Linked DNA regions of Oryctolagus cuniculus: region 1 is linked to region 2. A link is a contact called in public Hi-C data. All regions are on one chromosome and are shown on one strand. Each heading gives the region's core, a stretch centred on a gene start, on an enhancer-like site or on the middle of the called end of the contact. The rest is flanking DNA. Distances are from core to core; before and after follow the strand shown.

What was found. Hi-C and Micro-C count contacts between places; a contact is called where the count stands out from the background.
Region 1: a contact with region 2 is called in a Hi-C map of skin fibroblasts, with 2.7 times the contacts expected there. The contact joins two enhancer-like sites. A contact is called at or near these places in 2 of 6 Hi-C or Micro-C datasets (ear pinna and skin fibroblasts).

The regions. Positions count from the first base shown.
Region 1 is chr16:11,219,234-11,225,630 of mOryCun1.1, reverse strand. All of the region lies in intron 2 of LOC138845886 (collagen, type I, alpha 1b-like), which reads left to right. Among named protein-coding and RNA genes, the nearest start is that of TWIST1, 22 kb to the left of the region's middle. Within about 2 kb of position 4,095, at least 4 of the 8 cell types and tissues checked have an H3K27ac peak or open chromatin away from gene starts, as enhancers often do. A contact at or near this core is called in ear pinna, where this site is marked.
Region 2 is chr16:10,782,271-10,789,009 of mOryCun1.1, reverse strand. It overlaps HDAC9 (histone deacetylase 9), which reads right to left. Exons shown (of 27, transcript XM_051853225.2): 10 at 5,515-5,637; 11 at 1,934-2,147; 12 at 1,325-1,542. Among named protein-coding and RNA genes, the nearest start is that of TWIST1, 460 kb to the left of the region's middle. Within about 2 kb of position 4,314, at least 1 of the 8 cell types and tissues checked has an H3K27ac peak or open chromatin away from gene starts, as enhancers often do. A contact at or near this core is called in ear pinna, where this site is marked.

The sequences.
Region 1 (6,397 bases), core at 2,846-5,345, 440 kb before region 2:
TGATTAAAATGTATTGCTTCAATTATAGCCACCTTTTTTGTTTTGATTGTAAATGAAAAAGAGTAGTGGTAGTATCCAAATGTATCAGTTATTCATGAAAGCATGGTTGGAATCAAAAAGCTGAAGCTACATTTACATGATTTGTAAATGCTTGCAACTTAAATTAAGAGGAAAAATAAGTTTTGTTCCTGAGACAGATTTTATCTCCCCATGTACATTGTTTTCTTTTTGTTTTAGAAAAGGTCTTATCTATTTTTAAAGCAACATACCAGATGATGTGTTTAACAAATATCTGTTTCTCCGCATACAACTCAGTTTATTGAAAGCTGATAATTTGCCTGCCCGTATTAATGATTTCAGAAGAATACTGGTAAAATAGCAAATGTTTAGTGAGAAATACTTAGCAGTCTGTTAAACTGGGAGTTGAATTATTTTTATAGTTTGGAAAGGATTAATCATTGCATTCTAGAAATACTTTCTATCCTGATTGAATTTTATATATTAATGTAGAACTAAAGTCTTGTTTTCTGTAAAGCAACATAAAGTGTTTAAAACATTACTGAATAAAGATTATACAATGAACTATTTCCAGATTCATGAGCAAAATGACAATTTGCCACATAACATATCCCAAATCACTTTTCACTGGGTTGCATTCATATGCAAATAAACGAAATTATGAAACCTGCTTTCTAACCTCTGCTTCCCCATCAACAAGGCAATCATGTTCCGAGGGAGAAACATGAACACGTGAATGCCAGTCGTCATTAGCACATTTCTAAAAATTAAGCTTTGAAAATTTACAACTCACAGCTTTGCAAATAGGAGGCAGTGGGCCTTTGTGTTCTGGGTTTGAAGAAGAACTTTGACGACACTTTTACATAGCAAATTCACTCAGTGCTTGGAAATGCTTTGTAGTGGCCCAAAGCTGTGCATTTCCTCCTGTGGAACTGTTTTTTTTTTTTTTCCTTCCACAAAGTAAATGAGTAGAAGATGCATCAAACAGGATTATTGCAGATGTGCACATACTGCAGTGCTAATTGCTCTTCTTTTTTACAATCCCATCCTGCACATGCTTTAATTTATATTTGCCTGACTTAGCTTTTCGGTGAATTAGCGGCACTCTGCCACACACTGAATAGTGATGTGTTTGCATCACCCGATTATCTCAGATGCATTGTTGTCTAGAATCCACGCTCCTAATTTCCTTACCACCCACGCCCATCCCTTTCTTCTGTTTGGAAGGCTGATTTGTGTTAAGAAGGGACCACCAAGCTATTAACTCTAAGACATAGCTAGCTTTATGCCTAGAAAGTGAGGCTTACGCTCATATCACATTTTAACTCTTCCACTAGCATTATCCTTGTTTCCCTCAGTGCTTTCAAGAGGCAGTAACTCCAAATGCCTCGCATGGAAATGATAAACTGCCTGTTGTGCCTTTGCTTTGAAGGACTCCTCCTGCAGAGTATCATATTTAAATAAATTGCCATTGAGTTTAGCAAGCAGCACAATCATGCCCATTGAGGTGGAGTCTTTTGATCATATTTTGTAATGCAATCAAGGATCACATGAGGATTCCTGAACAGGCCAGCCTTGCTGTGTGCTAAATAGGCGACAGGAGAAAGAGAACATTAATTGCCCTGAATCCCACTGACTTAACAAAGCACACCTGTGTCCCATATACCACAGCCCCTAAGGCAACGGGTTACATGTACAGCATGGGTAACTCTTTGCACTGGATTGATCAGTAATTTGAATCAAACTGTTAATCTTCTTAAAAATAGCTGATATATTCAATTGTCAAAACAAAACACACACACACACAAAAAAACCAAATGTGTACACAACAGCTAAGCCTTTGAAGCCTTTGCACACGTTTCTGTAAGAGAATGTACCAGATGGACACAGAGGACTCAGGCTGTTAGCCTGCCTAGTCGTTGATTGGCTCAGTTCATATCTCTGTCTTCTGTGACCTCCTTACCTGGAAGAAGATTGTCCACCTACCTCCTGCAGCAGCTGTCTTGAGAATGACAGAGGCAAATGCTTGGGGAAAACTACAGACATGAAGCCATTCTGAGAACTGTGTGCATGTGCATGTGGAACAGAGTGTCCGTGAATACTGCTCCAGCTCCTTATCTCTTTGTGAACATTTTTAATGGTTCTGAAAAAATGGGAGGGCTTTGGGGAATGTTTCATCTACCAGAAATTCAGGGTCACTAACGAGGCATTGCCCACTGACATATTAATTGAGGAAACTTGGGGACACTGTTGAACTTCGGCAGATGGATTTTAAAAGAGGCAGCAGATGTGGAAGGGAGGGGGAGCAGTGTAAAGAATTTCCTGCTGCACTGGTCCAAGCATTCTGACTTTCTGTTAACTCCGAATTATGAATGAGAAAGAACTAACTGATACCACCTTGGATGCTTTCCTAACAGACATTGTCTAGTAACCTGTTACCACCCTTGGAGGGGGGGTGGTTCAGCAAAGAGGAGAGGGAGAGGTGGAAAATTGCAAAAGTAATTAAATACCAGACCTTTTTCTTTTTTCTTTTTTTTTTTTTCGAACTCTACCAAGATCAGTTCAATGGAGATGTCTTTTTTCTGTTTTTCAGAATGATTCTACTTAGGGTATTGCATAGTTAGAAAAATAATGCTGTCTATAAAGAACAAATGTGGAGTTCACAGCCTAGGCCAACACCTCACCTTTCTGTCAGAAGGGATGACATTCCAGGGGCCTAGGGGGTAAGTAAGGCACACATTTGGTTCACAGGGTGCTGACTGGGGCTCTTAGTGATATATAATCCTGCATCCTTAGAATGAGCTGGGAACGGGGCATATACACATCATCCCTAATCTAGAGTGATTCATTGTGTGATACATGTAACCCCCAGATTACAAATAAGGTCATCAAATTCAGAGAGATTTGAGTACCTTAATTTACCCAGCATTCCACAGACATTTCCTGACTGAGCCAGAAGTGCACTTTAAGCCTGTCAGGTACAAAACACAGTGACCTCCCCTACCCCAGGCTGCCTCTAGTCAAAGTGGCCACTCAGGCTGGGTTGGGAGACACTGCTGAGGGCAACCTAAGAATATTTTAATTATCTTCTACCAAGAAAAAAAAATTGTCACCATGGGAGCAAAATTGAACAAACTATTGGTTTGTAGTTGTCCATCCAGCATGTGTAATTAAAAGCTGGGTGGTATTTTCTGGAAAGAAAGAAAAGGCGCCCATCCTTTCCCAGCTGGTGTTCTCAGAACTTGACTTGAACTAGCCTTCTTCATCAGAACAATGTAGGAGAGATTCACAAGGCCCGTGAGTCAGCCTGTTTTGGATGCTCAGTGTCAGCATGAGGCCTCCACACTGCAGCCTGTTCTTTTCTCATGGGGCGGCTTCCACGGCTTACTGCAGGGGAGGTGGAGGAAGGGGGAAGCTGGCCGTGTTGCTCCACCATCAGGAACGCAGTGAAATGTCTCTATCCCCAAAGGCAACTTGGCAGTATGGGCTGCCTGCCACATTGTTCAAGCCGCGTTTGTTCTCAAGCCTGTAGAAGGATTTTTTAATATTTTAAATATTCCCATTTCTTCATGTCCCCTCCCTGTCCTCTGGAGGAATTCTTTAAATCGTACGATTGATCTATTTTTAGGGAGAAACTCTGCTATAACTCTGTAGCGGGCAGACGTGTTTTCTTTTAACTTTATGGTATTTTATATAGGACCCTTTAGTCATGTTCATGCGGTTTCTCCCAATCCTCAATCCCGCTCCCACCTGATTCTTTTCTCAACAAATGCTTTATGAATTAAATATTGTATATATGGCTAAAAGTCTTTTTCCCCCAGCCACAAGCATAATAAGTTCTAAAAATAAATTAAGCAAATTTTCTTTTCCCTCCATAGTTAATTCTAGTGATTGAACTTTAATGAGGGTGGAGAAGATGTATTTGGAGCCCAGGATTTCATTGTACACAGAGTAGTTGATGAGTGGTTGGGCAATCTGCACTGATGTGTAGGCCGTGTGTTCCGAGTTCTTGCCCTGGACCCCCCCTTTCCCTGCCACGTATGAGTGAGGCCCTTGGCTTCCAAGGCCTGCCTTTGATTCAGATTTCCCCTGTGCCATCTCAGCAAAGCAATGTTGCACAAGGCGCCCAATCTCTCTACAGCATTCCGTGTTTGCTCAGTGAGATCATAATGGTATTGATCCCCGGAGGCCGTGCAGGTTAAATGGGGTTATCTATGTAAGGCATTCACACCAGGATCAGGCACATTGTATTCCCTGCTAACTACTCAAGTTTGCTAATATTCTAGTTATTATCCTCATCATCCCAGAAACAGGAAAGAAACCACCCTTACTTTCTGTGGAAAAGAAGAAAAACGCTTTTGGTCGACTTTTCACCTCTTTCCGATCCTGTGCATGTTGCAAACTGAGAATTCCTCAGCTTCCGCTCTTAGGCTTGCTTGGCAGCCATGGAGCAGCATGGGGCTGCTCTATCCCGAACTTGAATTTGTTACTAGCCTTGCTCACACTTTATATCCTTTTCTAGATATACTCAACAGTGCAAGCATGTATGTAAGCTTGTGAGTGTGTAAGCACATGTGCAAATGTGCATGCAAAGCGTGTGTTTTGTGTGTAAGCAAGTGTGTAAATGGGTTTGCAAGTATGTGTGTTCAAGCGTGTGTGTGTGTGTGTGTGTGTGTGTAGCGTCAGGGGTAGGCTGGACCTCTAAGTAATATTAATTCTCTGAGATAAATGCTTTTCCCCCTTCACCTCCTTCCTGTCCCTTGGTGGATCTGAATTTCTTGCAGTGGCTTTACTGCAAGGGAAGTTGGAAAAGATGTCTCTTTCCCAGGAATGGGAAGGATTGTCTCACTGTTTCTGGCTTAATAATATTAGGATGATTTCTATTAGGTCAGAGGAGGAGCTAGGCTGGGCTACTTCCTTGGTATCAAGGGTCAAGCATTGACCTGAAAATCTGTGTGTGTCTACAACAGATTATTTTCAGTTTTCTTTTTTTTTTTATTTATTTCTGACTATCCAAGGGTCTTAGGCTTACAAAACAGAAGCTTCTACTTTCTTAGGTACAGACTCTAAGTATCTATCTCCCTTGGTTTCAGAATGAACCATCTTGGCAGGCTTTTTTCCCAAAGATTTTTGTAATTATGGCCATTAGGTATGAATTTGATCTTGCATATCACTCTTGGCAAGTTCTATTATTTCTTTTGAAGAGAATCCTGCTACTTATATGTGTTCCAACCACACAATGAACAAGGGAAAAAAAACCCTAAAAGTCATGACAAACTTTTCAGTATGAGGACAGTTATGATGGCATTGATGAGTTGACGTCAGCACCATGCTTGTTGCTCCAACCATTGGCTGGAAGAGCAGGTGACACAGAGGTATCCCCTGGTATGCATTCAATGCTGTCCATCTTGGAAATGTGAAACAGCACTTGAATTTCACAATACTTATCTTTTTTCTCTTCCCCACTACCCCTCTCCAAAGTATATTTTGTTTTATTATTCTCCTCCACACCCACACATTACTTGTATAAGGGAGCTAGCAGGGGTCACCGCAGGAAAATAACTAGAAGCTCTTATGGTAACAGTTCCTTCTGCCTCTTCTAAGCAGTACCCATGTGGCAGCTTTCTTCTCTCTCCACCGATGTCCCAGCCATGGAAAAGAGGACTGGTGCAAAGCATGTTCTGGGCACTGTGTATCACTTTACATATGGTTAAAAACTCCCAGCATTTGAACTTGCTATCTTGCTCATCAGTGTCACATGTAATCTGCTTCATCACTCAACTCGGAGGAAATAATATGTTCCGCATTTTTACAAAATGTAGGAGTCCCTTGCAATTCCTGGGATCTGAGTTTGGAACTGGAAATGAACCTTTCCAGAACTAAGTTAAAACTAATGCTGTCAAGCACAGCATCATGGTTCAGGGGGAACAAAGGAAAACAGCCAGCCAAGGTTCACCAAATAAAAAGTTTATCGGTCCCCTTAGTCATCAAATGCCTCCTTCGAAACCAAGCTGATGCATTGCGTGTAAATGAATCAGAAACAGAGGCATAATTAACACCAGCCTTCAAAAGCCAAAACCATTTGGCCTATGCTTTTCTGAATTTGTGAATATTCTTCAATTCTACAAGAGATATATTGAAGACTAGATTTTTTTTCCCCGCTTTTTCACGTCATAGTTCACACACCGTAGAGTTTTCCTGTTTACAGTGGACAAGGCAGTGGTTTTCAGTATGTTCATAATGTGGGGAGCACTACAGTCATTTTTGGGAACATTGTCATCGCCTCAGAAAGAAACCTCATACTATTGCCCATCACCTCCTATGAGAGTTCATTTTAGGTATCACTTTGACTGTGTTAAAGGACACCAGGCAATCTGGG
Region 2 (6,739 bases), core at 3,065-5,564:
AGGCGGGGATCAAAGATAAGAAGAGGAACTCCAACAATAGTTGCAATAAGGCCAGCACATGCCAAAGAGGATTAGCCTGTTGCCCGCGTGCGTTTATTTTGTTTAGTTTGCTTTTAATATCACAGTGCAATAGAGTATTTAATATAAGCCAAGTGTTAGCTATTCATCAGCAAACAGGGTGTGGTTTCTCAATAGCAGGCCTCTGAAACATGCTGGTGAGCAGTGTGGTACCAAGGAGAGGGGGAAGGATCTCACTACTCAGATCTCACTATTTCCCAGGAACAAGAAAATTCCAGTAAGTGTGAGCCCATCGCAGCACAGACTAGGAGCCCAGCTGCCCAGATCCAGCTCCTGAATGTCATCTTGCTTACATATTCACAGAAAATGCTTTGCTGGTCTGGGTGATAGCATTGTGCGGTAGTCACTGTGTCTCTGTGGTTGCCTCAGCAGGAGGTCTCCTAAGAACATGGTGTGATACAGACATTCCCTGTGCACGTCAGCCGAAATACGGCTGCCAGAAAGAAATGATCGTGAGTTTCCAAGAAATTGCTTCAAACGTTTATACAAATGAAGTGGGGCATATTAAGAAATGACCATAACATACACACTGCTGAGAAATACCCTGCGGGCTAACTCTGTCCTACCTGGCATCACCTGTACAAACTCTGTGACATGTCCAGGCATCACATTTAACTTTGCCTTGAGGCTTTCCACAATCCTAAAGGAGGAAACTCCAAACACAATTGCTTATGTGAGCTTATGGACTAAAATGGGTATGCGGAGCATAGGTGTCTGGCCTAACCATTAAGGGCACCTGCTAAGACACCCCATGTCCTACATCAGAGTATCTGAGTTTGATACCAATTCTGGTCCAAAATCCAGTTTCCCACCAATGCAGATCTTGGGAATAGCTCAAGTAGTTGTGTTCCTGCTACTCACATGGGAGACCAAAATTGGGTTCCCAGCTCCTGACTCTGGCCCCAAATGTCCAGCACATTTCCAGCGTTTGGAAACTGAACAAGTGTTTGCAGGCTCTCTAATTGTTTCTCTGGTTTTCAGCCTTTCAAAAATGAGTTATCAAACAATCAATCAAACAGGTATTCAGTCCTAAAAGAACTTGCTAATCCATAATCTCAGTTTTGCTACACATGGCCCACGGATGTAATGGTGGTGAAAACGCGCATGCTGCAATGGTGGCCTTGAGCCCAGACAGGAGAGCCTGGATGATTGACACCAAAGCTCCCTTCTGATGCGACCTATCAGGGAAGGGACCCCCAATGCCAAACCTGTGCTCACGACACTCTGACACGGTGGGGAGGCTTACTTTGTTCATGTGGATCTGCTGCTGGTACTGCTTCTGCTTCTCCAGGAACTGCTGGTGCTGTTGCTGAATGACCAGCTGGGCCAGCGTGCTCTGTGGCAAAGGTGCCGACTGGGTTCGATTCAGCGGTCTGTGCCGGGGCAGTTTGTGGGAACCTCTGATGCCAGGTGAAATTCTCTCTTTTGTTGCCAAGGGAGACTGAGGGTGTAAGGCAACGCCACCTGAATAAAAAATACATACATATTTCTGTGTGTGTGTGTGTGTGTGTGAATATGTGCAATTACATGTATATCATTTTAAGAGGAGAACATCAAGGCACTGAAAACAGATGCAGGGGATAAATTAGATGGGGGTGTGAGGACAACACCGGGCAAGCATCCAGAGAAGGCTAGGGTGCACTGGACAGGTCTCCCTGACCACATGACTCGCCAGTGGCGCAGCCTGGTAGGCATGGGTGAGCACCCCACTCCAGCCCACTCCATGGAGCTGGCAGCATGCACATGGGCAATTTCCCGCAGCTCCTGTTGCCAGGGGGGGCCCTGCAAAGCGCTATCTATCCACCCTTATCCACTGGATCGAAGAGGACCTGCCTGCGGGGCCATTGGTAATTACCAGTCACGAGAAGCTTTTGCTGTCGCATTTGTTCTTTCAGTAACAAATGCTGCAGGAGAGCTTGGTGGCTGCTGTTTGGTTTTCCTTCCAACGCGGCCGCGTGAGGATGGCTGGAAGATGCTGCCATGCTGGCCCCATACTGCCCAGGCAGCGCCACACCCGGCCTCAGTGTCTGCGTCTCGCACTTCTGCTTCTCTTTGAGTGAATTTGAAGCCTGTGTCAAGAAATAAGAAAGACGTTCATCCACGAGGGTCCTTAGGGCTCCACATCATCAGGCGAGGTTCTTATGCTGTAATTTCTCGAAATAAAACCCCCCATTTTATCCACTGGCTGAACTGGGACAACAGTACAAAAAGCCTTACTTTTAAGTACAGCAGTACTTAAAAGCCAACTGGATGAGCACTGGAGACAATTTAGCTTCTTAGGTAAATATAAAAAATGATGCTGGATACAAAATTCCTGTCACACCGAAGAACAATTGGGCAACATGATGACTATTATTAATAGTAATATAATGTACCTTTAGAAACTGCACAGAGAGTCGATTTTAAGTGTTCTCTCCACAAAAGAGAAATAAATCATATCAAGTACTATATATGCAAATTGTCCCGAGTAAGCCATTCCCCAACATACATATACATCAGAACATCAGGCTCTAAACCATAAATTTACATGATTTCTATGTATCCATTTAAAAAAGGCTCGTTTCAGATTTAAGAAGTGGGATGTTGCTTTCTAAAGTAATTGAAAATACATTGCTTAAGCAAAAGGAAATTTTTTCAAATAACTTGACCACAGATTTCTCAGGGCTTCAAGAGCTGCAGATAAGATCATCTGTAGCTCTGGAGTTTCACTAAAAAGGAACAATTCACTCTTTCAGACATGCTAAGAGGTTCACAGAACTCTAAGTTTCTAATATCTAATTTTTAAGATGAAATTCTTAAATTAACTCAATGAAAAGAGGACAAAATATGCAGGACTTTGACTTCAACATGTATTTTATAGTAACTCATAACAGATCCCCAAATCTCCAAATATTGAATATGACACTCCAGATACATTTGTACAATAATGTAAACTATGAGTGAAATTAGATATCAAATAAAAACGCTATTAAGAACTTGAAATGTATGATAACACAGTAATAAGGCAATAATAATTATATCATCAATAGCAATAATAAATTATCCTATTCAAAGAATTTAATGAATGGTGGTCATTTTGGTATTACAAAAGCAGAAGTCTAATACCTCCAAATTATGAGGCATGTTTCCTTTCAAAACTCATGTTTCATCTTTCAAAATTGCTGTGCACCAGGGAAGCAAAGCAATTTTTTCAGTGACGGAGAAATTGAAGGACAAAGAGGTAAACGATTTGTCTGAGTCACAGAGCAAGTCAATGCAAGGTTTAATTTCACAATGATTCCTTGTCCCGGCCTTTTTTTGTTGTTGTTGTTAATGTTCCCACTATTCAGGAGGGAGACGGAATAGTGGAGGTCCTTTTGCCAAAGCAAGGCTAAGCTTGAAAAATTAATTGTGATGGCCTTATCCACACCAAAATGGAAGCAGAGAAAAAATGCAACTCTAATCCAAACCACACTGGTTTATTCATCCAATGGTACCAAATTGTATTACCATCGAAACATTAAATGGTCTGGCTTTAGTGCCTGGTCCTTTGGGAAAAAATTTTCCCTGACCACATGAAACATGGTGCATGTATGAGTTACCAAGGAGAAGTGACTTCAAACATGCCAAAGTGGAGGAATTAAAATGCCTCTTCACGTGTCCTGAGGAGTGTTTGGGTTAGAATTTGCTTTTTGTTAGAAATGATGGGAAAAAGAGGAAGAGAGGGAAATGTAGTTTTTAACACATGAAGAATTAAAAATATGACCCATGAATATATATTTTAGTTTTATTCTTAATTCTTTCTTTTTCCTTTTCACTAAAAGCAATTAGTTACAAATGTTTCGTGTGTAATTAGAAGGGCCTAGGGGAATTCATGATTTTTAGGTCTTTATTCTTTAATCTCCAGATATAAAACAAAATTCAAATTTTGTTTTCTCCTCATTAGTATAAGACCCAATATCACAGGAGGGAACATTATACTATTTTAAAAAGACTAGATATGATAATATATCTGTAATAATGCTTTTATCCTATGCATTGAACATACTTATCAATTAGACATACTGGACTTGCTGGTAAAGACTGACCAAACTGGGGGGCCGGCACTGTGGCACAGTGAGTAAAGCTGCCGCCTGCAGTGCTGGCATCCCAAATGGGCGCTGGTTGGAGTCCCAGGTGCTCCACTTCTGATCCAGCTCTCTGCTATGGCCTGGGAAACCAGTAGAAGAAGCCCAAGTCCTTGGGTCCCTGTACCCGCGTGGGAGAACCGGAAGAAGCTCCTAGCTCTTGGAATCAGATCAAGACAACTCCAGCCATTGCGGCTATTTGGAGGGTGAACCAGCAGATGGAAGACCTCTCTCTCTCTCTCTCTTCCTCTCTCTCTCTCTGCAACTCTGCCTTTCAAAACAAATTAAAAAAAAAAAAAAAAAAAAAAAAAAAAAAAAAAAAAAAAAAAAAAAAAAAGACTGACCAAACTGGGGACAAGGGTTGGAATAAATTCTATAAACCCAACATATCCCACGGCCTCTGTATGTGTGCAATTTAATTTACTTACATGTCAGAGATTAATTACCCTGCATAAGGCTCACAAGTCTTCATAACAAATAAAAGAGATGTTATTTTAGGGAACAGGCATACAATAATTATTGCAACCTTCTACTAGTAGAACAATTAGCTCCAAAAGATACTACCTATTTCACTTGTCAGGGCTTTTAAACTGACTGATTCACTCTGAACCTCCTGGGAATGGTTTGATATTGTTCTTTGAGGGTATTTCCAGATATGGATTCTTTAGCACTGGAGTCAGCAACTTGAAGTCCCAAAATACAATCCTTTCGCAAGATAAATTCCATAAACATTTGCTGCTGTGTACTGGAAGCAGCACCACTCAGCACCAACCTGGGTGGGACACCAGGCCTGCTACTCACTGGCCTCTGTGATTCTGGGGCTTTTAAGCTCCCCAGTATTCAGCTTCTTCTGTGAAAATGTGAAATGTGATTTCACCCTGGCTGTGCAGGGTTACTAACATCATCTATCTGGAGAGTTCTTTTTATAAAAAAAAAAAAAAAAAAAAAAAAAAAAAAAAAAAAAAAGCTGTAAGCCTTTATACAAAAGTTAACTACAATTTTTGTATGCGAGCCTGTGAATGAGTATGAATCTAGGACTTGAAATTAAACAGAACATCTTTGCACAATGCAGCGAACAGTCAAAGAGAAGCTGACTCCACCACGTTTTTCTGAAATCTAAAGATGAGGGAACTTCAAAAAGTTTGGGGCAAAATGGAATTAAAGGTTCACTTGGGCCCAAAACATTAGAAATCCATGCACAGATTTTTCATAACATGCATCTTTCAGGAACTCTTTGAAGGACCGTTGAATAAAAGAAGGGAAAGAAAGGGATTTCCTCTCTGCAAACAGAGCCTGGGCTGGCTTAGGCCAAAGCTGTACGATGACTTACGTTGAGCTGGGACGACACTGCCGGGAGTCCCAGGGTAATGTTAGGCAAAGAAGGAGAGGTATAAAGACTTAGCAGGTTCATGGAATCTTCGTGAATTAGAATGCGTTGCTGTGAAACCATTTGCTGTTAAAAAATCAAAAAGAGTCTCACAATACTACAGTGCCAAAAATTTTACTGTAAAATGTTCACATTCCAAAAAGAGGTTTTATTATCAAAAATAAGAAACATATTAAGCACGTGTTTTATGACTTTAATATGTAAGAGTTATCATGTAAAAATGAAATAAGCCTTTTTTTTGTCAGGCATATGTGAATAAAAGGCTTTTATGCATTTTGCACATTCATTTAAGAAATTCTGGTTACAACTAATGATAAATTACAACAATAGAATTTCATAATTCTGATGAGTATGTACATTCCTGGTTTGTATTACTGAGGGAAAAACTACACGTACACAGCGCTATTGTATATTCAATGTCATCTGAGTTAAAATGCCACTTTACCGATGGGAAAAGTCACCCAAGAAACAAAGCTTAAATTTCAGCATGTAGGACTTCTGTAGGAATCACTTCCTTTTAAATACAAAAATTTGTGAACATGCAACCCTACGTAGTATTTTTTAGATTATTCATATTCAGAAACTAAAGTAAATGTTAAAAATGTTATGAGTTTCTGGCATCACAATAGCCTTCATTTAAGCTGAAACACCCTGAAAATTTTGGCATCACAGTGCTTTGTGCAACAAATACCTTTTTTTAATCCAATATTAAGAGTCATGTTTTCCCACATGTGGCTTAATATGGTTGCTTGAATTACATTTTCTGTTTAACTCTTGCTTCCCTCCCCGAACTTTTCTACAATGAGGGTTACAAAGGACTTATTAGACTAAAGAACTCTGGCCTGATATGGTCCCCAAGGGAACAACATCCCTGAAAAAGAATACTCCATGTAACAGAATGACACAGTGACTGCTTTCTTCCCAAACAAAAAGCATATGGGACTCCAATAATAGACCACCTCCAAGAGGGATATTGCACACACGGGTTTTGACTAAAGTAAATATAATAACTTGTCAAGCATGTTTGGGGGAGCTGTAGATTTTCTTCTGGACAAACCTGGGATATCAATTAACTGGGGAAAATATCATGTGCTAATACAATGCCCCCTCAGAATGTCACCGAAGAGTGATGCGCCACCAAAACACAGGATGTTATTGCAAAACATCA